Regions from separate parts of the Sus scrofa genome. Here regions 1, 3 and 4 are each linked to region 2. A link is a contact called in public Hi-C and HiChIP or PLAC-seq data. All regions are on one chromosome and are shown on one strand. The core of a region is the stretch at or near the end of the contact, and the rest is flanking DNA. Distances in the headings are between cores, read along the strand shown.

Evidence for each region. A called contact is a pair of places that touch in the nucleus more often than the background predicts. HiChIP or PLAC-seq counts read pairs in DNA pulled down with a chosen protein or histone mark.
Region 1: a Hi-C map of skeletal muscle shows a contact between it and region 2, with 3 times the contacts expected there. The contact joins two enhancer-like sites. A contact is called at or near these places in 2 of 47 Hi-C or Micro-C datasets (embryonic fibroblasts and skeletal muscle) and 1 of 2 datasets of contacts at active chromatin or transcription factors (skeletal muscle).
Region 3: a Hi-C map of skeletal muscle shows a contact between it and region 2, with 5 times the contacts expected there. The contact joins two enhancer-like sites. A contact is called at or near these places in 2 of 47 Hi-C or Micro-C datasets (embryonic fibroblasts and skeletal muscle) and 1 of 2 datasets of contacts at active chromatin or transcription factors (skeletal muscle).
Region 4: a contact with region 2 is called in an H3K27ac HiChIP or PLAC-seq map of skeletal muscle. The contact joins two enhancer-like sites. A contact is called at or near these places in 1 of 47 Hi-C or Micro-C datasets (skeletal muscle) and 1 of 2 datasets of contacts at active chromatin or transcription factors (skeletal muscle).

What each region holds. Positions count from the first base shown.
Region 1 is chr13:16,940,725-16,944,112 of Sscrofa11.1, reverse strand. It overlaps GADL1 (acidic amino acid decarboxylase GADL1), which reads left to right. Exons shown (of 15, transcript XM_021071494.1): 14 at 3,299-3,388. Among named protein-coding and RNA genes, the nearest start is that of GADL1, 110 kb to the left of the region's middle. Within about 2 kb of position 1,287, at least 4 of the 83 cell types and tissues checked have an H3K27ac peak or open chromatin away from gene starts, as enhancers often do. A contact at or near this core is called in skeletal muscle, where this site is marked.
Region 2 is chr13:17,121,759-17,125,432 of Sscrofa11.1, reverse strand. No RefSeq gene overlaps it. Among named protein-coding and RNA genes, the nearest start is that of GADL1, 74 kb to the right of the region's middle. Within about 2 kb of position 2,267, at least 3 of the 83 cell types and tissues checked have an H3K27ac peak or open chromatin away from gene starts, as enhancers often do. A contact at or near this core is called in skeletal muscle, where this site is marked.
Region 3 is chr13:16,921,126-16,924,959 of Sscrofa11.1, reverse strand. The region is part of intron 14 of GADL1 (acidic amino acid decarboxylase GADL1); the gene reads left to right. Among named protein-coding and RNA genes, the nearest start is that of GADL1, 130 kb to the left of the region's middle. Within about 2 kb of position 1,744, at least 10 of the 83 cell types and tissues checked have an H3K27ac peak or open chromatin away from gene starts, as enhancers often do. A contact at or near this core is called in skeletal muscle, where this site is marked.
Region 4 is chr13:16,877,433-16,880,936 of Sscrofa11.1, reverse strand. No RefSeq gene overlaps it. Among named protein-coding and RNA genes, the nearest start is that of TGFBR2, 95 kb to the right of the region's middle. Within about 2 kb of position 2,091, at least 3 of the 83 cell types and tissues checked have an H3K27ac peak or open chromatin away from gene starts, as enhancers often do. A contact at or near this core is called in skeletal muscle, where this site is marked.

The sequences.
Region 1 (3,388 bases), core at 38-2,537, 180 kb after region 2:
CTTTTTATGCGTTCTCAGTGTATGGTGTCAGACAGCATGGACTAAATGTGGTCCAAAGACGCCCAACAGGTCAGGCTTTCACCTATGTAGGAATTAAGTGGCATGTAAACAGTTCTACCCTGAAAATACACTTTAGTACATTAAAGCCTCTTGAAAAAAGTCTGTATAACATAACAAGCTCCAGAGACAAAGAGACAGGGAAAAAAACTCAAATATGTTCCTTATGAACATTCAAGGGATGTTTTTTCCAATTTTAATAATTTTAGGAATAACTGTAGTAAAGGTATTCTACAAAATAGAGCACCAGATTTCCACCACTGAAATGGAAGTATTGAAAGGGCTTCTTCACCAGTTTTTAAATGTCATAGCACTGGAGCCATCCCATTCTAAAAGAGAATGGGCCAAAAAAATCACAGAGTTGTCACTTCTAAAATATCTGAACTGAAACTTATAAAGAAGAACATTTAAAAGATGGTTCAAAAGGTCTAGGTGCTAACTTATAGAGCATATCTGGTAGCAGATAGAAACTGTGGCAAAATTATTAATAATGTTACCACATAAATGTAAAAGAATGGCTAATTTAATGATGTATTAGGGTCCCATAGAAGGCAAAAACTGCACAGTAATTTGAAATGGGAAAGCGCAATGTAAAGAATTATCATGCTCGCTTCAGCAGCACGTATACTAAAATTAGAGGGATGTAAAAAAGACCTTGCATGGTCCTTGTGCAAGGATGACATGCGAATTTGTAAAGAGTTCCATATTTAAAAAAGAATTATTAACAGGGAGTTGGAGTCATGAGAGATCACCTCATAGAAGAGAGACCCTAAAAATAGCAGTTAGCACATACCATGGAGAATAGTCATCACTCCTAGAACTGGGATGGAGCATCTGGGGAAGGGGCCAGTCTCCCAGGCTGAGATCAGACTTGTTTGGGGATGGGTTCACTGTGGCTCATGAGATGGCAGGAAGTCCACTGAGGTGTCACACCGGTGGGGTCTCTAAGAATCCACCTGCTAGAGCACTAGAAGACACAATTTTAGGGCACTGCCAAATCTCGGAACTCACTCAAGCCACCCAGGCAAGGTGCCTCCCTGGCAGCCCTCCCCTGTGCACTCCCCTGAGGAGAGTGTGCAAGAAAAAACCATTATGGGCACCCACCTGTGGCCAGGCTGCTGTGAGGCCATCCCAGGGCATGGTGATGGGGAGGCTATCAGGGGCCCACTTGCAGCTGGTTCACAGTGCTGGTGAAAAGAGCCCTGCCTATTGCAGGAGGCCTGTGAAGTGAGCACATAGGGCCAGAAAGAGTCTCTTCCTTCTCCACATCCCTCCAGCACCCTCTGCTGATCAAGTCTCCAATTGGACCAGACAGTAAGGAGAAATCTTTATGTAAAGTCCACCTCCATTACTGGAGGACATAAAGAATGGGTGGATTTGGTAACCATGGCTGAGAGGTAACAAATGATAATGACTTAAACGGTATCTGGAAAAAAATCTTCATTGACATAAAGATACAAATTTCTGGAATCTAGTGACAGAAAATAACTGTGTTTTCCTTCTACATTCTAATCAACCATAGTTACTTTATTTGAAAAGATTTGCTCACATTAAATGATTAATTTGAAGGCCAGGACATTCTATTCTAGATAAAGCAAATTAATCATAAATTAGAAAACCAAGTGTAAATTGTGTAGATTTATAAACACTCTTGTTGTCTCATGATAAATGTTTATGGAAATTGAGTTGAAATACATAGTACTCCATTTTGAACTACTCTTTGTTTTGAAGATTTGTAGCTCCTTTTTTTTTCTTTTTTTTTTTTTTTTGGTCAAATTCAGTAGGCACATCACAGACTTCACAGGTGAAAGGATGATCAGATCAAGAGCTTATCTTGTTGAGCTGGGAATGTTTCTGGACTATCACTTGTAATTTAAAATCCACTGAAATCAAAACTCTCTATAGTACCAGTTTTGATTTTAAGATATGAGATGATAGCTGTTTCCTCTCTCTGAAATACTTTGAAACTGTATACTGACACTGGAGCATAACTCTGTTGGTTATTGATAACACTGATTATTACCTACAAACTGTGTTTGTGGTGGATAAATGGAAGTCATTTCAAATACTGTCAGCACTAAGCATCAGATGAGGAAGGTGCTGAGTGGGTGGGCATGACCCATAGGCTTTCCTGAATACAGTTCTGTGTATCTAAGTCATAACCCCTGGCATAATGCCCCCACTCACCTGGTCACTGATCACAAGTCTGTGATGGCCTTTGGCATGCCCTGTGTTTACGTGCAGTGAGGTGGAGGGTGTGATGGAGATGACCCCCTTGTCTGTGTGACAATAGCTGCACTGAAGCCTATTCTGGAACTTTATCCCACATTTAATCAAATTGGATAGAAAAACAGATTACTAGAGAAGATGACTGGGCTATGGCCACTTTAGACCAGAGTTTTTCAAACATAGACCATGTAGTACTCACCTCAGGATCACTGAGATGCTTCTTAAAATGCCAGTTCTCCAGCCATTTCTGTGATGGACTGAATCAGACTCAGCACTCTGAGCCCAGGGACTGAGAGTCTACATTCTAGGCAAGCCCTCTAGCCAACACACCCTTCCTGATACTGATACTTGAGAGTTAGGAGTGAAATGATGCTCTTTTTTTCATTCTGAAATGTATGACCATGGTCACAACAGGACTAGTTAAGTGAAGCCCACGTATGTCGTATATTATCAACTCGGGTAATGGGCGATTTTGCATCTGTCAAGTGTAGCAGGTAATAGAAGACTGCTTTGGCTACCTTAAGTGGAAAAGAAATCATTGGAAGGATGATGGTGTGTGAGAGATAAGGTCAGGGCTGAAGACGGAGAAGCCAGGGCATCGTGGGTATCTGTGTATCAGGGGCTAACTGAAGGTCACAGCCACACTGAGTCCCCTTCAAACCTCATTATGTTTATTCTTGGCTCATGTCCTACCCAGATGGAAGAGCGCCCCCTAGGTGCACCCAACTGAGAAGAACGTTTCCCAATTAGCTGTTATCTAAGATGGAAATCCTGTGAAATCAGATTGTTATGATCATTATACAACTACAGAAGTGATAAATTCATTTGAGTAAAAAAAAAAAAAAGAACCCCCCCAAAAAAAGGCAGATTGGCTGTCTAATCCATCAGATTCTGATGTTATCAACGTAATACACACATGGTTACTCCTAAAGAAATTAGCTAAGAGCTAAATTGCATTCTAAGAGTAATCTTAGGTAAATAAAACAACTTTCAAAATTTTCTTCATCCTCAGCCTGAATATGCCAATATTTGCTTTTGGTACATTCCACCGAGCCTCAGAGAGATGGAGGAAGGACCTGAGTTCTGGGCAAAACTTCATTTG
Region 2 (3,674 bases), core at 1,018-3,517:
AGCTAAGCATTCACATGCAAGTGATTGATGAAGGAGGTCTTCTGGGGAGGAAGAGAAAGGAAGGGGAGCTGAGGGCAGGAGGGGAGTGAGCAGAGCAGGTGGCAGTCAAGGCAGAGCCCCAGTAGGGGCAGCTCCATTCTCAAGGGCCAGGGGAGCTCGGATGTAAACCACACTCAGAGCTGTCCCTCTGGAGGAGGGAAGAGAGTTGGGCTTTCTCCCCACCCATGAGCCTTTGATCCAGGGTTCCACAGTCAAATACAGGGTTGGAACTGACATTTCTCCTCTTCTGTGTGGGTGAAAAGGTCCTGACAGTTTGAGAGCAGTCGTCCAGAGTCAGTTACAGGTGCAGATGGTTCAAAGCCAACTCAAACAGAAGTTGGGAGAGGGACACCCAGAAACAGTAAAAGGGATCCAAGGGGAACTGGGCAGATCCAGTGACCCACTGTGGTGATCAGCAGGAGAAAAATGTGCAGAGGGTTGGGACTGAGTACAAACAGATCAAAACTGGAGGCATTCAGCCCACAGAATGCAGTCCATGCTGTGTTCCAGCTGCCATATTTACTGCTGCCTGGTGTCCCTTCTGCCCTGGCTGCTTTGTGGTGGGAGGTGCACTCCTGCTTTGGGTCTCCTACAGGGCTATTGTCTGATGGCTTTCAGATGCTCAGGTTTATATATGGTCTGTTGGGGTCAGACAGATCAAATCCGGTGTGAGCATGAGTACCCATAGCGGTGGTTGGGAATGTCTGTGTGAGTGGTTGAAGTTCCCTGCAACTGTGATCTGAAGGGGTTCAGATCATGCTGCCAAAACTTGCTGCTTTGGGACATTGATTAGTTTGAACTGAAGGCACTTGTGAAAGAGCAGATGCAGGAAGGGGTCCATTGAGCGGGAGAAACAGAGCTGGGAGCACAGGGAGGGGAGGCAGGGAAGCTTGCTACTTCCATAGTTTGGCAAAGATGAGCCTATAGGTAGAGGGAATGTCTCACAAGGTACTTGCACTTAAGCTGGTGTCCTGATAGACCAACTGGGGCTGCCTGCTAGGTAAGGGGATCCCACCATCAAAGGCCAGGGGACTAGGAGGCTCTGGAAGAGTGGAGATAGAGCTGGACCCCCACTTCAGGGAACTGTGGGGTCAGGAGGGACCTCAAGGTTCTGGAGAGAATCTGCACATGTGCTTGTAATAAGTATTTGGAGGCCTGAAACACTGTCTTGAGCTTCAGAATGTGAAGTCCAAAGAAACTGCCATGGCCAACAAGAAGAAATGGGTCTCTGAGATGAGGGGAGTGATGATGTTTCCTGCTGCCTTCTTCTGTTCCTTAACCCAAGAACCTCAGAAGAGGTGGAACTCAGGAGGGAGGGAAGTGGTATGTGTAAGCATACCCCCCCAATACACGTGCTCTGTGCCTTCAGCCACAAGTCTGTTGGGGGCTAGGGGGGTACAGAGCTTTGAAGTGCACACAAGATGGAAATTTAAAACTGGTTCAGACCAATTTTAATAATGAAAACTGACTAAAAAATTTGGACTGTCTCTAAGATGTTAAGGAACAGAAAATGTGGATTTGATAAAGTGGGGATAAAAGCAGAGATGGGAAAAACTAGAAGTCTTTTGTCTCTACTTTGATAAGAAAAGGCACTCAAGAAACCAATTTCATCCAGCATAATGGAGTCCAAGAAGTGTAGAATCCCACTGATGATGTGAGGGCTGGGCCCCGAGACTGGACACCCATGGAGAGGATGTGATCTGGCTACTCTCACCTGCCAATAGGGCGTGTCAGAGCACCAAGTAGGAAGGTACCCCTGCTAGAGACCCCCCAAGAATTCTCCTTCCTGAAGACACATGGCTGAGCCTGGCTGGCTTTGAGGGAAAGGGAAGGGAGGAGCCCCCTGAGACTACACCTTCAGATTGAGATGCGGTCAGGAAGTGAGTGACTTTGAAATGAGGGTGCAAATGGTTTCTTGTAACCTATACAAGTTTAAATTGGTAAACAGCACCAGTTATTCAAATCATCTCCCTTTGCTATTGGAAAACTTCCAGCTTTTATTTAACACGGCTGTGAGTATATGTAATATAAATAAATGCATGTAAAAATGGTGTTAGAAGGAGAGACTCTCTGGTTCTCTTCCAGTTCTGATTGCATTCTTACGAGTAAAAGTTCTTCAGTGAAAACTCAGCCGACAGCTGTGCTGATGATGTATGAGGCAGAGCTGGACCCAGTTCGCATTTCCACGCTTGCATTTGCCCTGCGGGTACTTAGCGAGCTAAGAACTTGCATATGTCGGTGAAATGGGAGCCCTGACGCTTGGCTGCTGCTTGGAAGTAGATCTGATTAAGAGGTAGGCCCTGCTTTTCCATCGTCAATTCCAGTCCTGGCTTCAAGCACCACTTTCTTCAGCACCTTTTCGCAATGTGTTTCACATGTGTGTTTCACAATGTCAGGCATGGTGTGTTGCTTTTCCTGCTGTAGAAGCTGTCAGAGCCTTTTTCCATCATACTAATCCACAATTTTTAAAAGGATAAATAATAATATTCTCATTGATCTTGCAAATCAGAGTTTGCCATAACTAGCCCTTCCCCACATACCATAACTGCTGAAGTCTTATGAGTTTGGAGAGTTTGAAGGGCTCAGTACTTTACAGTCACAGTTGGATTGAGTACTGATGTTGAAAGCAAGGTTTGCAAAATTTTCTTAGCCTTTTTTTCTTGCTAGCATTGTTGGGTGAGTTTTAGGAGAATTATCATCAAATGACTTCTGTAGCTTGGTGCCCTTGAGAAACTTATTTAACCTCTTTGTACCTTAGTTGTATCCTATTTAAAGAGGATAATAATAGTGTTTACCCTCTTGGAGTTCCCTGATGGCCTGCTTAAGGATCTGGTCTTGTCACTACTGTGGCATGGGTTCAATTCCTGGTCCAGGAACTTTCCCATGCTGTGGCTGTAGCCCAAAAATAGTATTTACCTCCTGGAGTTGTCATGAAGATTAAATGGCTTTTTATATATCTGTATCTAGTTATAAATACAATTCTAGATATAGATATAGAAGTATAGATAAAGGTATAGAACCTTTAGATTTATTACTAGCACATAGAAAAACTCTTAATAAATACTATTATTACTCTAAATGCTGCTGTTATTATTATCAGTTTTCAAGATCATAAGAGGCAGTATTGCATAGTGGAAAGAGTGCACATAGATTTTACAGGAGGTGAATTCCCAAGGCATGGCTTTGCCATTTACTGTGAGGCTCTGAGCCTCAGCAGCTATAGCACCAAATGGACAAAGTAATGCTTTGGTGTAGAATGCTCAAATGGGAGAGTGAAGTGCATAAGATAAGTTGTGGAAGGTAACTGGCACTTAACCCTTCAGTTTGTATGAGCTCCTCTCTCTGTCTTTAGAGGCCAGAATGACACTGAGTTTGTTGTTGTTCATTTTCTCTATAGTTTCCCCATTTAAAAAAAATTTAATTATAGTTGATTTACAGTGGTATTTCAGTTTCTGCTGCACAACAAAGTGACTCAGCTATATATCCATATACATTCTCTTTTTTCATATTATCTTCCATCATGTTTCATCACAAATAATCAGATATAGTTACCTGTGCTATACAGCAGGATCTCCTTTCTCATTCATTCCAAGTGCAATAGTTTGCATATACTAAACCCAGACTCCAAGTCCATC
Region 3 (3,834 bases), core at 495-2,994, 200 kb after region 2:
TGGCAAGGATGGTGTAGGATTCTGTTAATGGATGTACCTCATAAACTGTAAATCAGCAAGCACATGGGAAGGAGCCTCGCTTTATGGAATGAAGTCTTGAATGGGATAACCGTGGAGACCTACGCATTTATCATTTAGTCTTTTCTCTGAAGGTAAGATATTGTTCAATAACTCATGTTAACTAGTTAGTTTGTGAAAGAGCTAGTCTTACCCTGAAGTTCTTGATCCCAGGCACTGTGGCTCTTAGTAAAGAGAAGGGAGTGAAAAGGATGAAATGCAAAGTGTAGGTAATGGAGCTCTGACAAAAGGCAAAGATGAGAGAGACTGCAGAGTGGCGCCGAGAAAAGTTGTCAGCCAAGAGGAGCTAAGCAAGGAGCTGGACCAGCCTCTGCCAAGGAAAGACATACCCTCAGGAAGATGAAACATTTATTTCATGTAGCTGACAACACTTTCCATGTGGTAACATGTTCAGATGCAAAGAATGTTGGCTGAAGTCAAACAAGGTTCGTGTGGTTTGGGGAGAGAAGTGCTTTGGTCTCACCCGGACTTAGTTTTGCTCTTGGCTCTATGAGACTTTTGGGACAGGCTGCTGTCTCTTGCCAAGGCTCATCCGTGAAATGGATTTAATAATACCTGACTCACGGTATTGTTGAGAAGATAAACTTGAGATAGTGAATGTACGTGGTGGCACTCAGTGCATGGTACAGTGCTCAATAAATGGTATCTGCAGTCATTGTTGATGCGAACAAACCTGGCCTTCTCATCCTAACCTCAGATGCTCTTTCTCACTTTTTGCTGATTTACTGGCAGTTTGAGCAACTTAGTTGCTGGTATATTTTGATAAAAAAGAAGAAAGAGGGAAGGGTATCTAGAAGTTGCAGTCTGAAAATTGAGCCCTTTAATCAAGGGCAGGGATGTATTTTTAGAAGCTGTAGAATTTCATGTCCTTGTAACTTGTGAACCTAAACTATAATCATGAGACATATTGGATGATTGGAGTCCTGGGCCCTCTTCTCATGCCTGTGCATACTCTGTGGGGGAGGTTCAGCTCTAGGAAATAAAGAACATGTTAACCACAAGGCAGAAATGTAGGGAAACATTTATTCATGGCCCTGTGATCACCCTTGGAATATTCACAAAGGGCATCACATTAGCCTTGGCTATGATGGCCAGTGCTCTGTGAGCAAGGGCACAGCTGGTCATAAGGAAGACTTTGATGGCTTACCTTTTCATTTCTTTCTTTATTACCTTTCCACTTGCCATGCAGATTGTTCTGAGTATTTATGATATTTATAGGCTTCTGATGATCTAGCCTCTGCTCTATTCCCTTTTCCACTTTTGCTAACTAATCCCTTATGCTTTCCTGTATCAGCTGGTTTTTAAATGTCAGTCTGGGAGGTTGATTTCAGAAGCTATATTTAAAAGAGACCTTCCTGCATCTTTGGCTCTTTAATGGGGCAGCATACTTAAAGAGGGATGGGATCCAGGGGGCCATTTCTTATTTTCTTTTTAGATTGCATCTTGGAAACAGAAGCACATCTCTTCACATGGTGTCCCGTAAACTCAGGGTAGGCTTTCTGCTGAGATCAGAATCTTTCAGCCTTAATCCTGAGGTCAGCCAGGAGTTGTGGCTAAAACCAGGCTGGAAATGCTTCAGGAAGCCGAAGGGAAAAGCTGTACCATGCAGTTGCTGTTGACTCACACATTTTCTGACCACGTGAGTCCTCTTTTCTGGCCATCTTCCCAAGGATTCTGGCAGGAAGCTGTCAGGCTGGATCAATTAGTGATTGCTGCATAGCAAACCAACCAAACCCAGTGGCTTAAAACAAAAAGCAATCATCAATTCTCATGAATTTCCGGATGATCTGGATGGTTGCACTGGTCTTGGCCGGGCTCCCTGTTACACCAACAGCCAGCTATGGGGCAGGAAGGCAGCTCTGTTCATCATGACTGTGTTTGCTGGACTAGCATGGCCACCACTGGGACAACTGAGCCATCCTCTAAATGGCCTCTAATCCTCATCAAGCTATTCTGGGCTCGTTGTCCTGGCAGTGGTAGGGTTCCAAGAGAGCAAGTGAAAGTTTGCAAGACTCCTTGGGCTCAGAACTAGCACATCATCCCTTGTGCTGTTTTTTATAGACCAGAGCAAATTGCAAAGCCAGACAGAATGGAGAGGAGGTGTGATGGAGGAACAGACTCCACCACTGCTGATGGGAAGAACTTGAAAATGACATTGCAGAGTGTGGCAGAAGGATATAATGTGAGCACTGTATTGCAACCATTCTACCACAGAGACACCCTTCCTTATGACTTTATACACTGCAGAGTGTTTTATGGCTTGAAAAGTGTTTCTACATCCACAGTCTCAGCTGACTTTCCTAAGAATCCTATCAAGTCAGTTTCATTCTTATGATCATTTCCATCTTACATATGAAGACACCGAGGCCCAGATCAGTTAATTAGGTAGGATTGAGGTGGAGCCAGGATTTAAATGCAGTTCTTAGTATAATCAGATTCTGTGTTGTTTTCATGGTGCATGAAAATATTATATCAAAGGATGAAATGAAAAGAAATGCCTCTTGACATAGCGAGATTGTGTGTGTGCAAGGAGTGATGAATCCCTATGTATCTGCTGCTGCTGGCTCCATGCCGCCTGGGCATTTGTGAAGCTCCCTCCTGCTCAGTGATGTCTCCGTTACGGTGCTGGGCCTCTGCGGCCTGGCCTGGGCATGGTGCCCCTGTGAGTTGTCAGGATTGGAGTTCGGCAGTGAAGCAGCATGGCTCACCCACAGGAAGCAGCCCTGAAAGGTCAGCCTGGGGTGGTCTGTGTGAGTGCTGGTGTACAGTTGAGAGCTTCTACTTTCTCTTAGTAGGAAAAGAGGGAGTCCTTAGGCACTTTTTTTTTTTTTGTCTTTTTAGGGCCACACTCACAGCATATGGAAGTTCCCAGGCTTGGGGTTGAATTAGAGCTGCAGCTTCTGGCTACACCACAGCCACAGTGTCGTGGGATTCCAGCTGCGTCGGTAACCAAGCTCATGACAATGCCGGATCCTCAACCCACTGAGTGAGGCCATGGATCAAATCCACATCCTCATGGATAGTAGTTAGATTTGTTACCACTGAGCCACAACAGTAACTCCTTTTGGCACATGTTTAAATCACTTTGATCATGACATATTTTCTGGACGTTCAGCTTTGATTTTGTTCCATCACTCATTTAATAAATATTTATTAAGTGTTTCCAATATATCAGGCACTATTCTTGGAGGGCTCTCTGTCCTCAATGAGTTTAAGGTGTAATGGAGAAAAACATATAAAGATACTACATATATACATGCTTACATGCATATATACATGTGTAGATACATATATGTGCATGTGTATATATACTGCATACATATAAATATGCAGATAAACATTACATTATTGTATATAAATATATAACATATATACATGTATGTGTATATCCGTGCATATGTGTAAAATATATAAATATATATAAATATACAGATAAACACTTAAACGACTGTAACTTTAACATCATTCAGCAAATACAATTCTCTCCAATGATACACTCTAACAAAACCCCTCTGGCAATTTCCTGTCTTACATATATATATTCCTACTATATATAGTAACAGTGTTGCAAAGCAGGTAGCCCAAAAAATACCCTACAGAGAGGAAGACTCTTCACCAAGACTTTAATATATTTTTAAATATATTTTTTTTAATGTGTGACGAATTATCCTTGTATTTACTCCAGTGCTGACTTTTTGTTAATGTTTCACTATGTAGGAATTTTTAAGAATTTATAGTGGTTCTCTTTCCAAGAGC
Region 4 (3,504 bases), core at 842-3,341, 240 kb after region 2:
GTAAGCAAGTATCCCATGGGAGTAGCAGGGAAGCAAATATACGCCCCAGGCACTGAGGTTCACCCAAATCATACGAAGTGCCCTACAAGACAAGGAACCAGAGGGACAGGCAGACCTGAACAAACCCATACACAGGAAAATGGGCATCTCAGGGGCCATCAGACTTCATGGAGAACTGAGAGCCAGAACTCTCTAATTCCCATCCCATTGTTCTCACTGCACAAGACCTAGAACAACCAGAAAGCTTGAAAATTAGTAGGAAAGGTTGTCCCAAGAATAAGGGGCTGAATTTCCCACAGCTCTGTAGGATAGGGGTTCAGGATCACAAATAAATAAATCTATAGAAAAGATGTGTGACATTATTTGCACACCCAAGTTTGTAACCTGATGTTGATACCAGTACAGTTTAATTAGAATATTATGTTTTACTGCATCCATAGATGCTTCTCAAAAATAAGATTCTAGATATCCTTCTGGTTGATTTAATTCTGAAAAAAAATTCCAGAATAGTGAACTAGTGAGTTTATCACAGTTACACACACAGGCACACCAATACACATATAAACACATATAGAAAACAGCTCTAAAAACATACATAAAGAATATATATATATAAACTAATAAATGCAGGTCTAATGTTCAAGCAAAGTTCTCAGTGTACATATCCATTTCAAACAAAGAGCTAATAAATATAGCTGGCATTAATAATACTTAGTGTTTTTTCACATATGTTTTTCCTTATTATCTCCTCTGAGTTTTTCCAGCTTTCTAATGTAGGCAGGATAGGGAGAGTCCAGATAGGGCAAAAGAGCAATAATGGAAGAAGAAGTGGTAGATGGAGGAGCTTGGGTGAGACCCAAGACTCCTAGTCCCACAGGGCTCCATATGTACCACCACAGCCACACCAGGCACACTGACAACCCAGCCTCTCAAGGATAAGGGTGGTCTCTTTACAGTTACAGGGAAATAGGGCTTAGCTCCCTCAAGAGTCTGTTTTATCCAAAGATTTTGGGAATATCATGTCTTTAGTATGACAACAATACAACTTCATTTGGAAGCAGATATAATAATGCTTATATGCACTCTGTTCTAACCACTTTGAAAACAGTAGCTCTGTTTTTATACTAATTCTTACTACTCTCCCAGGGAGGGTCTACCATTACCCCATTTTACATGGTAGGAAACCAAAGGAATAAAACGGTTAAAAGGCTTACATCAAGTCAGACAGTCAATGCAGAGTTAGGATTTGAACCAAGGAGGCCTGACTCCAGAGGTCCCAATTTTAAGGATTTTGTTATGGATATTCAGACAAAACATGATTTTGAGGCATTTTATCCTTTTTGATGACCCTCTGGCCCCAAGGCTACCATTATTCTGTTGTTTATACTGCAGACACGAGATGGGGAAGATTTGAGGACAATCTCAAAGTGTTTTGCTGCACAAGCCGCACGTGGAGTGCCTTTTCAGGATCAGGGATGTGTGTGCCTGTGTGTGTGTGTGTGTAGAGACAAGAGGGAGAGAGCACACATTTCACACCATGTGCAATTTTAGCTTAATTCAAATAGGAAGACTATTAGCAAGCTATTTTTAAATGCACTGAAGATCAAGAGGTGTATTAGAGTTAAATTACACTCTGTGAGGCTGATTGGCAGGCCATGTTGTGGGAAAGTTCACAATCTTGTCTTTATCTGCATACTTTGCAAAGTAGGCCCAAAAGCCATGGCCCCAAACTCAGTGTGTGGAGCTATAATTATTCAAGTGAAAAAAAAAACTAATTAGAAATGTGATAAGTAACAATTAGGCAGCCTATTTCGGGAGGAAAATGAACAAAATTGCAAATGCCAACTGTGGTGACTTTTGTGAAAAAGGATGGGCATGCTTGCATACAGGAAAAGTTCTCTGTCACCTTGGGAAGGGATTTCCCTCAGGACTGGACTATTAGTGTGTCATTTGCATAGAGAGCTTAAAACAAAACCCACCCCTGCCAACTAGAAACTCCCAGGCACCAGGAGTGCCTGCATCCAGAGCTGCTGATGGTGCAAGGATCAAGACCCTGCCAAGTGTGCTTAGAGACTTACTGCCAACCAGGAATGCTCCTGACTTTGCAGCAGCCAGAACTGAAAGAACCCAGGCAAAACATAGCCTGCAAGAGGGGTCAGAACATCTTGGCTCCTGTTCTGGCTGGAGCACTTGGGCTGGAGCCCAGAGTTCACATGCCTTTGAGAAATGACTTTTGCTTCCTGGGCTCCCTGATGGCCACTCCTCGCCCCTCCAGTGCAAACTGCACCTTCCCCATCTGCATTTCAGGCTAAGGAATTAGACCCCCAAGTATTCCAGGGTTCCACCTTGCCCTCCAACTCTGGCCTCACCTTGTGCTCAAGGTCAGAGTGAGGCTCTGAAGTCTGACTGCTTCATTTCAAATCCTGGCCTTAAGACTGCTCACTGTGGGGCTTTTACTAATACCCAGGGAACATTTGGCTCCCTGCCTCTTTTTCCTTGCTTCTAATACAGAAGTAAGACTATATCGTAGGTTGGTAGTGATGATTAAAACAAATTTTAAAAGATGGTAAAACAGAGAAGATGGTGTTTGGTGCTTCCCGTGCTTCAGAAATTTTAGTGATTCACAAGGATTTGCTTCTTTAGGGGAAGCACACTAACCTTGTCATTCATACTCCCAGCTCCTGCGGTTGCCAGAAATAAAGACTGTTATCTACTTAATGCAGTAAAAAAAAGTCAATTTGGCTATAATTAAAATCAGCTATATTTCAAGCAAAGGCTGAATGTGTTTATTTTTTTTCTAGTACGTGTTAAAATAAAAAAAAACAAACCCACTAAAATAATGTTTTTAAAGTTTGGCACGATCCGAGATCTGAATCCATCTGAAAGACTAAGCTCATTTCACACATTAGATAACACTATTCACTCGTCTTCCAGTTGTACTCTCAGCAAAAATTTAGACAGCATTTCTTATATGCATGGGAAGTCAGCTGGGCAACAAGGCTGAGATTATGCCTCATTTGTCCGCATCAGGCAACAGCCCCATGTGGGGTGGAGGTAGAAGAGAACAATGCTGGTGCCATGTGAATGGGGTAGGACACATTCATGGTGGTGCGGTACACCCAGGTCCCTCAGGAGACAACATTAATTAGAGAAAAGAACCAAGCAATCTTCCAAATTGTTATTCCAAATTCTGGGCTCCAGGACAATATGGCTTTGCAAGCAGAGTCTACCTCTGTGAGACCCTAGGCATCTTCTGGAGTCCTCTGAGCAGTTTTTCTCATCTGTAAAATGGGCATAGTACCTACCTCATAGAGCTAGTGGAGGAGTCAGTCGAATGACACAGCGGGTCAGCAAACGGAAGTTCTCCCAGATCATTGGTCTCTCACAGGGCAGGTTCTTTCCTGTTGTCCAGGCCTGCAGTTTTTGTGTCCACTTCCTCTGCTTTGATAATGTGCTCTAGGATGTACCTCAAAATCTGCCTCCTTAGAGAGCAGCCCTGGCACA